2 separate regions of the Rattus norvegicus genome follow, and region 1 is linked to region 2. Evidence: chromatin contacts called from public Hi-C data. All regions are on one chromosome and are shown on one strand. The core of a region is the stretch at or near the end of the contact, and the rest is flanking DNA. Distances in the headings are between cores, read along the strand shown. Region 1 holds the start of Igsf3 (immunoglobulin superfamily, member 3). Region 2 holds the start of Ttf2 (transcription termination factor 2).

Region 1 (6,609 bases), core at 3,168-5,667, 420 kb before region 2:
GGCCTCATTCACAGAAAGTACTGCTTGTGTAATAAAAGAACACAGGATTTGATCCTGACAGTCCTGGCTTCAATGCTCTCCTCTGCCACTTACAAGCTTGTGGCTATGGTAGAGGCCGATATTTGTCAGGCAAAACCTCCACTCTCCTTAAAGCAATGCAACCCCATGCTTTAAGCGTGGCCCTGGCACTTAGAGTGAGCAGCACACTTCCGAGCCTTTCCTGCAGTTAAGTATAGCCATTATGTCCAAGTTCAAGCCAAGGAGAATATAAGCAGAAGAAGTGTACGTATCTTCCGGTAAGTATCCTTAATATACAAATTTCATCATGAATCCTTCATTAATCCTTTCTTTCCTCCTGATGGCTGGAGCCAGAATGGCCACACTGGACCCTAAGGTAGTACTGGGAGTAAACGCCGTACACAGAAAACAAGCCAGAAGGAGCCTGGGGCCCAAATACTGTGTGATGCATTAACCGGGCCAGCCATCCATCTTAGGAAAGTTAATCTTGCTGGACTTCATGATCACCATCTACAAGAGGATGGAAATGTAAGGTGCCTCTCGCCTAGAGTTGCTTTGGAGACTGAGTGATGGGTTTGGCTCACAATAAGGACTGGCGTTCGGAGAGCTGATAACCACCCCTGCTCTAGTAATAAACTGTAGCTCTGTTCCAGTAGAGCAAAGGGGACAGAACACAGCCCCGGCACAGGGAGGAGACTCAGCCCTTTTTATAGTCTAAAGATGCTATTGTGAGGATCTTAAATGACCCTTCTATCTCCAACGGTTTGGAGCACAGGGTGGCTGTACTGGGAGAAGACGGTACCTTTCAGAGGTAGGGTCTAGGGTGATTGAGAACGGTCCCTTAAAAAGTACAGTATGGTGCAGCTCCTTCTCCTTGTCCATTCCTCGGCAGTGGGGTGATGAGTGCTTTTGCCTGCCCCTCCCCCATCACGATGCTCTGCCCAAAAGCAACAGAGCCACCCTTAAAACTGTGAGCCCGAATGAAGCTGCTCGGAGTCCGTTATGTCAGCTGTTTTGGTATAATGATTGAAAGCCGACAAACTCAAGAGGCAGCCTAAGCCAGTCCTGGCAAGGATTCCTTTCTCCAGCACCTTCATCAGATAAGTCTTATGAAGCAAAGTGCACCGCCTTTTCAACCAGTGGTGCTGGCTCATCCATTAATCACACCACCCATCCCAGCTACTCACCCCCAGTGATGTAAACCCCTCCGCTATCATCTGCTTTCTCCTTCTCCTTTGCCTTTGATCATCTTGATCCTGCCTCTGAGTTCATGCCTATCGAGACATCAAAGTTTCCTCCCATCTCCTTTGGAAGCACCCTCTGCTCTCTGCCTAATCACTGGAAGTGATAACTTGATCCCATCCTGTTCAAACATGAGGCTTCTCAAACTCTATAAACAAGTGTGTGGGTTCACTGGGGAAGACTCAAACACCCACCAACCATCCGGGGGTTCTCCTCTGTGGGCCGTCTTGTTTGCAACATCTGCATTGGCTTGGGAGTATAACTCTTCATGGTACACAAAACCGAACCACGCTTTCTGTGTCTACAGTCTACATCTTTCCAGAGTGGTTTTTTCCTGCTCAAGGCGTCACAATCCCCACCCTCTTCTCTCATGCTCTGCCATCTTCCCACGTCACATTGACACACGTGGGCTTCACCCCGGCACCAGCGCCAGTCACCCCGGCTCTCCCACCCCATTCCCTCTTCTTCACACTCAGATGAGCCCTCACTGTCTCTCTCTCATCTTCTGCCCTTCGGGCTCCATCCGTCCCAGACGGTGGAGACTCTGCTGTTCACCAGCCCAGACCTAAAATGCCTTTAGAATGGAAATGAGGGGGTGGTAGCAGCCAATGGCTGAGCTTGGAGGAGCCACCTGGGATTCCAAAAGGACAGGAGACTCAGCAGTCAGGAGAACAGGGACAAAGAATTGAATTATCTGTGTCCTAAACAGGCAATAAAAGAGAAACCTGAACCAAACTCCAGACGAGGCAAAGGAAGGGAGCCGAAATCTGCAAGCCCAACGGCTTCTCACATACGTCCCACAGACTCACCTTCCAGTCCTTCTCACAGAGGGGTCACGAGATTTTCTAGCTCAAATTTTCAGTTTCTGGAAGGTCGTTACCTCTATCTCCCTTTTACAGAGCTTAGCCTGACTCAACTTTTATACAATTTTATTCCAGGTATGTGACCCACATGGGTTCAAAACCTTGGGGTTCTTTATTACTGTTTTAAATTCATACAACACATTAATTCACATCACACAGAAGGAATGCTGACATGAATCAGACCATACCGGGAGGCCACCAAGCTGGAGTGTGTTTGTTCTCTCCCCACTCTGTGTTTCTCCCAGGTGAAGACTAGTACAAGGCAGGCCTCCCAACCATGTAGTCAGCTCTCCAGTGATAGGCCAAGGGCTTGGGAGCCCCTCAGAGGGGCTCAGAAGGGAGCAGGCATTAGTGTGCCTGTCCACGGTTCCAAATATCTCCACTTTCACACAGATCTGGCTTTCCACCCCAGGAACCCTTTCCAGTCACCTGGAATCCTCCAGGGCCTCTCAGGGGTGGGTGGAGTGGGGTGGAGGGAAAATAACTGCACTCTCTGGGTGCCGGGGTCCCAGCTCCCCTCCACAGAGGGACCTGGAGAGGGGGACAGCAGGGAGACCAGCAGGCAGCCTCACATTTCCTCAACAGCCAAAAAGGAAAAAAGAAAGAAACAAAAGACACAAATGTCATAGTTCCTTGTCTTCCCATTGGTGGCTCCTCCTGCCCTGAGCCCCACCCTCAACCACACAGCCAAGCCTGGGAAGCGCGGTGCGTGCGGGGGTGGGGCTTTCCCAGTGAGTGTCCTTTTCAATCTCCATGAATCAGCAGTCGGTGATTCAAGCTGAGATCCAGTGACAAACGCTGGACGGCACACATAAATATCGTCTCTAAAGAGGCTGGCCAGGAGAAGCCCGCCTCCTGACTTCCTTTACCTGAGCACCCAGGAGACATGGGAATTCTGCACCCTAACAACAGGCCAGACTGACCAAACTCCCAGCCACACGTGTGCTGGGCAGGGAAGGGCTGGCACTAATGAGCTCTCAATCCAGGGACTTTGGTTTTACTGCTCTGAGGAGGTTACCAGAATGCCAAGATTTGGTTTTGGGTTTTTTTTTTTTTTTTTTTTTTTTTTTTGTTGTTTTAAGATGCCTTAATGATACCAACCTATGCCTAAGTTTGAGTACCTCCGAATGAACACATGGATTGAAGCTTCAAACATGTTGCGAGGCAATCAAGATTTCTTTCAGGACATCTTACATCCCTTAAATGCAGACTCACTGAGACTCCCGTGAGAATCAAGATGAAACTGAGATGGGAATTCAAGACTCTAAAGTCCATCCTCATTCCTGATGCCAGTTAACTTTTATAAGGGTGCAGGTAATTCAGAGTCATCCTCCACGGATAAATTCTGTAAGTGCAAGAAACCTAGCATGGAGAAGCAAGTGGCCAGCAGCAGTAACTTCTCTGAATGCAAAGTCACACAGAGAAGGTAGGGGGTGTGTCCATTCTTGAGTGCTGAGGTGAGAATGCACCAGGTGCCAGCTATGGGGTTTATGATAAACCAGGGCACTGGAAAATACACAGTGGAGATTACTTAAACCAAGAAGAGACAAGGGGTTGGGACTCTGTACTGGGGATGGAGGCCTGCAGAGAGGCTCACTTCTGAGACCACAGTTTCTTCCTCCTACTCTGGGCTTCCAGACTTTTTCTCTGAGGGCATGGAAAACCAATCTGACCACACCCCCTGACCAGGCAGCTCCCTATCTTCAGCTTCACCTCCTGCAAGGACTGAGCTAGGCTTCCTCGGTGAGGAGACACAGGAACTAGTGTCTTCAATACACACTTAGCCTACAGACTTCTTAGGCAAAACAAAGCATCCTTTCAACCCCCATCCCACCCACTCCCACCTTCCCCTCCAAAAACAACAATTAAAAAAAAAAAGCACAGTCGTTCATGAAAGCACCATTTCCAACACAGTTAGGAATTATGTTGTAACTTCCCAGGAACCGATGCAGACCAACACAAAAGTAAAGACACTGGAAGCTCTCAACCCACTCACCATCCCTAAGGCACAGCGTTCCAAGTGAGGGGCTTCACCCAAAGGCCCAGGGCAGCTTAAAGACAACCAGAATTCCACCCTTCTTTCTGGGTCAGAAACAAACAGACCCTCTTGGAACTTTAATCCACTCTGTCACACTATGGCTACCCCCTTCTGCCTCCCGAAACCCAGTGTTGATGGGAGAGAACCACAAGGAATTAGCAATGAGATCGGGTTAAACTTTCACAGCTATAGAACTGATAAGCAGTCACTTACCCAGCACAGCCAGACAGCTCAACACTGGGAAAAAGCACTTCATGTCTGCGGCGGCGGCGGCGGCAGCAGGAAAAGGACACAGCACAGGGCACCGTGCTTTTCCCACTGCCTAATCTCTCATTACTGCCAATCCACTTATAGCTCCAGGGGAACAGTTTGGAAACAGAACTTCACGGGGAAAATGAGAGCCAGTCAAAGACAGAGTAGTCAGAAGGAGGGAGTTGGGGGCCGGAGAGGGGAGTGGCATGTGCAAGAGTCCTTTACGCCTAAGGCAGGGTCCAGAGCAATTCCGAAGGCGCTCTAGGTTTCTGCTACACTGTATATGCCTTGCAGTCTCCACCGGAACTGTAGATTCTGGTGGATTAATTCTCGAGGAAAATGGGAGGAAAGAGAGTCTGAGAAAATCCTTTCATGCGCTGATTATACAGAAATGTCCTTGGCTTCGCACTGAAGGTGTCTGAAATCTCTCATTCGGATCCCCCAAAGGGAACCAGGCAGGTTTTGTCAAAACCCGAGACAGCCAAAACACCCTTACTGGTAAAGACACTTTGGATTTCTTCATCAAAAAGTCCATCTCCATCCATGGTGATAGGTCACCGTGCCGTCACCTGCCCCAGAACCTCCCAGGGCATACGAAGTAAGCTGGCATTTGGTAGCCCGAGAGTGGTCCCACAAAAGCCCGCAGATTCCTAAAACAAACACAACAGACATTTATCTAAGGCCAACACAACCGCCGCAAAACCGAGAGAGGCCAAAGCGCCCGACTGGCCAGCCCAGCTACCTGGGTCCCCTCCCTGGCCGAGGGCAGCCCATGTGTGCATCCTGACCTTGTACAAATCTTACCTTCTGTGCCCTACGCCTCAGTTTCCCCGCCCAGAGCAGGGCAATTATGATTGTTCTCAAAACACTTTCACCAAATGCCTCTCTTACTCGCGGGCTTTCCCGTCGCGGTCTACGGAGCGGGGCGCGGCGGGCAGCCCCACCCTCCGCAGCGCGGGTCGCCACGGGGCTGGCGCGGGGCCGCGACTCCGGGCACGGGCCGTGGGAGCTGGGGCGCGCCGCGTCCCAGGTGGCCCGCTATTGTTTTACCTCCCCGGCGATTGAGTCTGAGACACTGGCAAAGAAAAGGCTCGGAGAAGGGGACTCGGGGCTCCGCTCGCTGTAGGCTGAGCCTGCTCCGCGCGACACGGGTCCAATGGAGAAAAGGGGCTTGGGCCCGGGGCGGGACGCCGATCGCCACGCCACGGTCCCCGCGCCCCCGACCCCGATCCGCGCCCGCCCGCGCTCACCTCGCCCGGAGCCCCGCAGCTCCCAGCAACCGAACGGTCGCCCGTCTGTGTCCCGCACGCCTCCCAAGACGCGCCGCTTCCTCCTCGCCTCCCGCAGCGGCTCAGGCCGTCCTGCTCCCGCCCCGCCCCAGGCCCCGCCCTCTAGCTCCGGCCTGGCCCGCAGCTCCCCGCGAGGCGAGCAGAGGAGAAGGCGGTGGCCTCACGGGGACACGCCCCCACTACGCCCCGCCCACCGTCCCAGCGCTCTGGCTGCACCCGCCAGCAGCTGCGGACCACCTGGGACGAGCTGATGGAAAGTTAACCCGGGGTTCGCGCACCAAGGGCCCTTCCCAAAGCCCAGACTCCAGGAGACACGTCGTTTGCCCGATAAACAATAGCAAAACGCTTCGGCTGGAGACTTGAATCTATTTTTATAATGAACCTCCACATTGTGCTTCACTCTAGCATAGAATCTGGACCCCAAAGACAAGCTGGGTTCATAGCTGTGGGCCTTAGCCCGGTTGCTTAACCTCTCTGTGCCTCAGTTTGCTCATTTGTTACAAAGAGTATCCACATCATACTTGTAAAGCACTTAGAGGAATGCCTCATATATCAAAAGCACTCAGTTAAAAATGAACTGTCCTTATTTTAAGTGCTATCCATGCATTTATTCAATATTACCAAACACAAAGTGCTAAAAAACGACTCGTTACAGGAGCATAAGCAGGTCGGATCTTACTGCCCCTGTGGAGCTTGTGGTCTGCTTGAGAACACAACAGTAGGCCACGCATAAACTGTGTGGAGGAAGGCTTCCAATCCCATGTTCCTGGGGTGAGGTGCTGTGCAGGATAAGGCCCAGGAAACCTTCTCCTAGAGAAAACTGAACTACGGAGCAAGTGGGGAGGAAGTACAGAGGACAATCACGGGCCCTGGAGAGTTAAGACTCAGTACTGTGAGAAAAAGCCCT
Region 2 (6,776 bases), core at 3,441-5,940:
TAAGATGGCTTTTACTTCTGTTTTATTTAACCTTTACAATTTGTTAAGCATGCTACCCCAAACATGTTTGATGAAATGCAAGTGAAATATCTGAGTCACTGAATGTATTTTAAATTTTTAAATTTTTGCCTGGCAGTGGTGGCATATGGTTTTCATCCTAGCACTTAGGAGACAGAAGCTGGCGGATTTCTCTGAGTTCAAGGACAGCCTGGTCTACAGGTTAGTTCTAGGACTGTCAAGGCGACACAACAAACCCCTGCTTCAATAGATAGATAGATAGATAGATAGATAGATAGATAGATAGATAGATAGATAGATAGATAGATAGATAGATAGATAGATAGATAACAACAACAACAACAACATTTTCACTTTAGCACACTAATTTTTTTGAAACAATATCCCAATCATTCATTTTGAGACACATGTAGCTGTGTAACTCAGGTTAGCCTGGTACTCTCTATGTAGTCTAGTCTTGCCTTGAACTCAACGCAGTCCTCCTTCTCCATGCTCAGGTTACAGGTGTGGGCCACCAGACCTGACTATGCTAAATCTTTAAAACTGGGAATAAAGAATGCGTGTTGCTAGGGTAGTTGTGAGCACTAAATGTCGTCGCTATTCAGTAAAAGCCCTTATCTTACAACGAGGCAGCGCGGAGAAAGCTGAGATTTGACAACTTCCCTTCTCAGAATGTGCTGCAGGGCAAAGATCTGTTACCTGCCAGTTAGAATGAGGCTCTCAGTTTGCAACAATCAAAATGCCTGAGAGTTTCAGAAGATCAGGTGCTGGGTGGGGTGGTACTCGGTGATTCAGTACTAACTTAGCATGTATAAGGCCTCCCAGCACTGTCTCTTCACTCCTACCCCACGAAATAGGATACTTAGAACTGTCAGCTGACTAGAAAACCTCATATAAAATGAACAAGACTCGCAGAACTAGTAGAATCTGACTACTGGCTTGAAATTTAAGTTGCTGGATATTTTTAAATGACGCCGACAGGAGTGTTAAGGGGTTAGTGTTGTAGCTTGTCCTCTTACCTCTAATGAGTATCCAATGAGTCTGACGTCTGTCAGCCAGCATAGAGCACATTTGTTTTCATTTTCCCCAAGAACCAAAATGAGTGTATGGTCCTGGATTCACAGATTAGGGAACCCATCTGCTTCAGGGTCAACACTGTGTGGGAGTGAAGCATGTCTATACCAAGTTCCTCAGTCACTAGGGTATTTTCTAAGGATGTCGGCGAGCCTACCTACCATTTACTCTCCACACGGAAGGTTCCAGCACCACTTACACATTTTTAAAAACAGTTTTTGGGCTAGTAAATGGCTCAGTGGTTAAGAGCGCTGACTGCTCTTCCAGAGTTCTATTCCCAGCAACTACATGGTGGCTCACAGCCATCTGTAATGGGATCTGATGCCCTCTTCTGGTGTATCTGAAGACAGCTACAGTGTACTCATATATAATAAATAAATAAATCTAAAAAAAATTCATTTAAAAACAGCTTTCTCGAGGCCTAAACTTGGGTCTCAGAACTCACCTATTTAAAGGTATAATTCTAAGCCAAGCATGGGGATGCATGCCTATAGACTCATCACACAGGAAGCTGAGACAGGAGGATTGTGTATTGAAAGTCACCCTGGAAGCACACCCAGTTCAAGACCAGGTTGAGCTAATCCTAAGACTCTATCTCTAAAACACAAACAACAAACAAAGCGCAGTCGCTGTCACAATCCAGCTACAGAATAATCCCAACATAAGCTTGGTAGTAGAGCCAGCCCATCCTTAAGGAATATGTATGGTTAACTTGTACCTTTAAACATCCAGATTTGGGAAATGCTCTAAATGTTTGTTCTGAGTATGACAAGGCTACCAAAAAAAAACCCCAAACTTACATTCTCAGCTTCATTCAAAATATAAATCTATATAGCTCATTCTCAGAGGTCTCTCCAGATGTTTTCAGGCTAAGAGCATATATGAAATATATATGCACAAAACCTGTACATGCTTCGCTGTCTCACTGGTCCAGTCCCACTCCTATTATTATGATCTGGGGTTTAAACCTTTTTATTTAGCACATCCTAGACTTCTGGAAGAAACAGTTTTCCTACCTGTAAGTTTTCTGTGTCCATTTTTGCTTATTGGATGAGTGCAGGCCAACTGAGCAACTTCAGAGGAAAAGATCTGTCTGTAGTGCCACACTGAGACCTGGACTGGCTAGTCTCAAAATCATAGTGTGCAGGAAAGAATCTGTAACCTGGGGCTGGAGAGATGGCTCAGAGGCTAAGAGCACTGGCTGCCTGAGTTCAATTCCCAGCACTACATGGTGGTTCACAACCATCTAAAATGAGATCTGGTGTCCTCTTCTGGCCTGTAGGCATATATGGAAAAAACAGGGGAGAAAATCTATAACTGAACTTTCGGTCATTCTGTGAATTCTTTTTTCTTCCACCCTTCTCCACCCCTGTCCTTTCAATCCCTTAACACTAAGTACAAGAGAAAAAAGCACAGAAGGAAAAAGGCGGCAGCATTGTCATTAGACGACTTCCTGCTGATTAGGGGTGTCCAGTTCCTTAGGGAAAGTTTGAGCTTTGCCACCAACATATCTAATTTCTTCTTTTCATCTCTTCGCATACAACTGCCTAACAAACCTCAGCCAACAGCATCCAACCACCAACCAGCCAACCACCAACCAGACAACCAGACAACCAGACAACCAGCCACCAACAAGCCAACCAGCCAACCACCAATCACCAACCAGCCAGCCACCAACCAGCCAGCCACCAACCAGCCAGCCACCAACCAGCCAACCACCAACCAGCCAACCACCAACCACCAACCAGCCAACCAGCAACCAGCAACCAGCAACCAGCAACCAGTTAACCAGTCAACCAGCCCCTTCTATTGGGCCTTAGTATTTATATATTCTCTGAAGAGTCCCCAGAATTCCAAGTGTCACACTCTCGCAGAAACCATACACAGCTGGCAAAACCACACTCCTGTCAGAGCAATCATAGTCAGCTGCTGTGAACACTCTGTGGCAGCCCCACCTGGGATTAAAACAAGAAACATTCTTACATTTCTGTGTTTTTAAAGAAACCAAAAATCTCACTACAAGAATCACTATGGTCCTCTTCCCCAAACCTTAGCATTTGTGGTCTCCATCTCCTCACATGGTATCTATTTTGAATGCACATACAGATCTTGGAATTGCAATCTGGGAATAAAGAAACTACCTCACCTATTTGTCTGTATAAAGTTTCACTGGAGAACAGGGATATACTGTATGCACTTGGAAATTCATGTCTTTCTTTAGCTCTCTAGGGTTTGCTGGTGACTCCATTCATCTTGACATTTAAATACTATTTTATATTTATTTAAGCATTCATTAGGTATAGGCTAGTTCAGCTTCCTCCATTCAGTAAGCCCCTTGTGGTTAAAACAGTTTCTTTAAATGTATGCATTAGGTGAACTTTATATTTCTCAAACACATATTCCTCTTGGGGCACCAAAAAAAGCTATTTAGTAAGAACTGCTTAATTCATAAATGATAACTCGGGTCTATCTCCCCTCCTCTGGCCTCCTAAAACATTTACAGTCTCCATATAGCCCAGGCTTCTTAGTTAGACATTGCAATTTTTCTGTCCTCCTAGCAGGTATGTGTGCCACTCTGAGACACACACAGTCTTCAGCTGCTGAAATATGAAGTTATGGCTACAGCAACCAAGCTCCGATAGTCATTCCTTCCCTCTGCTCACTAAAAGAACTGATTACAGGTTCTACAGTTCCATTTTATTTTAAATTATGTGTATGTGTCTTTGTGTGTACTAGTTAATGTGGTGAGTCCATGGAGGCGTGGAGCTGGATTACAGGTCGTTCTAAGAGGCCAAAAGTATTTGCTAGGAACCAAACTCAGTAACAGCCAGCAAGCGCTCTTAAAATGCTGAGCCTTATCTCTAGCCCCTTGGTTACACTTCAAATGCAGTATCTTTTAACATCACTCTCAGTTTTTTTTTTTTTTAACTACAAATACAAAATAAGTTCAAAAGGGTTGACAATGCAAAATACACGAAGTAAAATTAGCTTGTGCCTGAGGTCCGGTATTGCCCTCAGGTTCTTCTCTCAGACTCAGGGCGTCCACACCAGGCGGTCCTTAGAACCTCACTTGAAGGCAGGCCGTGAGACTCAAAGAGAGCGGAGCGTGGAACTGAGATGTGTGCAGATGTTCAATCTTTGGTGATTCTGTGGACGCCCTACACTCATTTAAAGGTTGTCCGGGGGTCCTGAGGGAGTCTTTGTGCCGACTTACAGACTATGCAAATGATTCCCACAGTTTTAGGGGATGCTCCTGCCTCTCGGCCGCCTCATATTTAAGTGTTTCCACCCACAGTGGCTGCTTCCCGAGCAAACCAGCCGCTCTGCCTCCCTCTGAGCCTCAGCGGTTCCTCTGGAGTCGCCCAGTTCAGCTTCGTCTAGCCCTCTCCAAGTCTTGCTTTCTCCCCGACCAGGGAACCTCCGGGTGTCCTCCCAAGACTTCGGCCACGCCTCCTCCTTCCAAGTTTGATTTCAGTGCGCGCCAAGCCTGCGGGAGGCTGTAATTGGTTGAAGGTGAGAGGATTTCCCATTTGATTGGTGAAGTGTTATGATGGGCGGAACGGGGCGGGGTCAAAGACGGAAACCCGGCGGGCCAGAGCTTCCTGGCTGCGTTATGGAGGTGATTAAGTGTCCGGAGCACGGTAAGGTTCCAGTCTCAGGATTTCCCTCCTGGGGACTGTGGAACTGGCTTGCAGGGGCCATTGCTGACCTTCTTGTTTCCTCAGGGGCCGTCTGCTTCTTAAAGACCGGCGTCCGCGATGGCCCGAACAAGGGAAAGAGCTTCTACGTATGCCGGACGAACACATGCGGCTTCGTGCAGGCCACCGAGTGAGTCTCCAACCCGGCCGGGTTCCACAGAGTGACCCAGCCTGGTCACTTCAGCTGCCTTGGGACGCGGATTTACCCACACTCGGATCCTTCTAGAGTCCGCTTAAAGTTTCTAGGCACCTGTCTGGCCTTACTTAGTCACTCCCCTTTACCCCTGCATCCTTTCTGCTCCTTCTAAAAAGTGTAAACAAACAGTGGACATGGGAATTAATTTGCTAGTTTTGCACCAATTTTAGATCGCCATTTTAATTTTAATATTTGAGGTTAAAAACAGTAATTAGACACCAGCCTTTCTCCTTCATCTAGTGGTGTGACGCTAATAAACTCCAGAGATTGAAGGTCTTAGGGCAGCGTTTCTCAACCTGTGGATCGGGACCTCCAGGGTCTAAGGACCCATTCACAGGGACCGCCTTTTAGATATCCTGCAAACCAGATACTCACATTACGATTCAAAACGGTAGCAAAATTACGGTTGTAAAGTAGCAATGGAAATAATTTTATGGTTGGGGTCACCACAACATAAGGAACTGTTTTAAAGGGTTGCAGTATTAGGAAGGTTGAGAACCACTGTTGTAGGGAGTTAGTGCTGAAAGAAACATCAGAGGTTGGTGCAGAACTCAGGTTCTGCAGATGTGAAGGCTGAGACCTAGAAATGTCAAGCATCTTGTCCAAAGTGAGGAAAGTGCTCTCAAGTGTGACCATTCTCTGAGTGAAATTAAACTGTGGTTCATTTAACACTTCTTCCTGCTCTCTATTCAGCTGAACTTTGTAGAGCACAGTTATTTTTTTTTTCAGTATATAGGTATATAATAGATATTAGTACTGGAATAAGTTGTATTTTGCATCAGAATTTACAGTTCCGTTCCTAAATATATTGAGTATTGTTGAATGTTGTAAGACCCATGCGCGCGCATGTTCGTAGGAATTAATTCATAGGAACGTTCCTACGCAACGTTCGCATCAATGTCGGTCTTAGGTTTGATTCAACATTAAAAGAAATATTCTTGAGGACTGGAGAGACAGGTCAGCCTTCAAGAGCACGGGCTGCTCTTCCAGAGGCCCTGGCTTTGATTTACAGCACCCACTTAGGGGCTGTGAAATGTTGTAACTTTAGTTCTAGGGGATCGCGCGCCCTCTTCTGGCCTCTGAAGGCCTAGCATGTACATGGGGTACAGACACACATGCAACAAACGATCCCTAAACATAAAATAGAAATAAATAAATAAATAAATAAATAAATAAATAAATAAATCTTTAAAAAGAGAGTGAACATTCTTAAAGAGTGTGCCACTTCCGTGGGTACACTGCAATACAGACTAGTACAGTACTTTCACTGGAGGCTTGCAGTGTGTCTGATGAGCGGACTGCAGGCTGCAGACAATTCTACAGGTCACAGGAGAGTGCTTTAGACCTTCACTCCAACCTGTCTGCTCTCAGTATTGTACATATTTTAGGAGGGACATTTAAAATTTTATGCCAGGCAAGAAGCACATGAGTAAGTTATTATTAGAGGTAGACATGGGAGTAACAGCAGATGACAGCTAGTAGGGTATTAATGGATGAGAGATCCTGAGAAGTCACAGCAGGCCTACCCTGTGACCAGCCTGAGACTATAAGTCATCCCTGGAAGTGTTGCAGTGTGGCTGTCATATGACCGTCATGAAGAAAAGAATAGTTATTGTCACGCTTCGGTTCAGAAAGTGGTAAAAGAAAAACTATGGATCCTTTCCTCAGGAAGCCACACCAATAGCCATAGATGGAATTTATACACCCAGGACACCTTGAGCTGTAGTTGGGCTGAGTGTGGTGGCACACCCTTGTGATCCTAGAGGAAGGATTGCTGCAGGTTTGAGGCC

Evidence for each region. A called contact is a pair of places that touch in the nucleus more often than the background predicts.
Region 1: a Hi-C map of the Rat2 cell line shows a contact between it and region 2, with 3 times the contacts expected there. The contact joins the promoter of Igsf3 here to the promoter of Ttf2 in region 2. A contact is called at or near these places in 3 of 12 Hi-C or Micro-C datasets (the A7r5 cell line, the Rat2 cell line and frontal cortex).

The regions. Positions count from the first base shown.
Region 1 is chr2:191,499,218-191,505,826 of GRCr8, reverse strand. It overlaps Igsf3 (immunoglobulin superfamily, member 3), which reads right to left and starts at 4,417. Exons shown (of 9, transcript NM_001106455.2): 1 at 4,375-4,417. The coding sequence starts at 4,417.
Region 2 is chr2:191,084,220-191,090,995 of GRCr8, reverse strand. It overlaps Ttf2 (transcription termination factor 2), which reads left to right and starts at 4,690. Exons shown (of 23, transcript NM_001106454.3): 1 at 4,690-4,733; 2 at 4,818-4,920. The coding sequence starts at 4,706.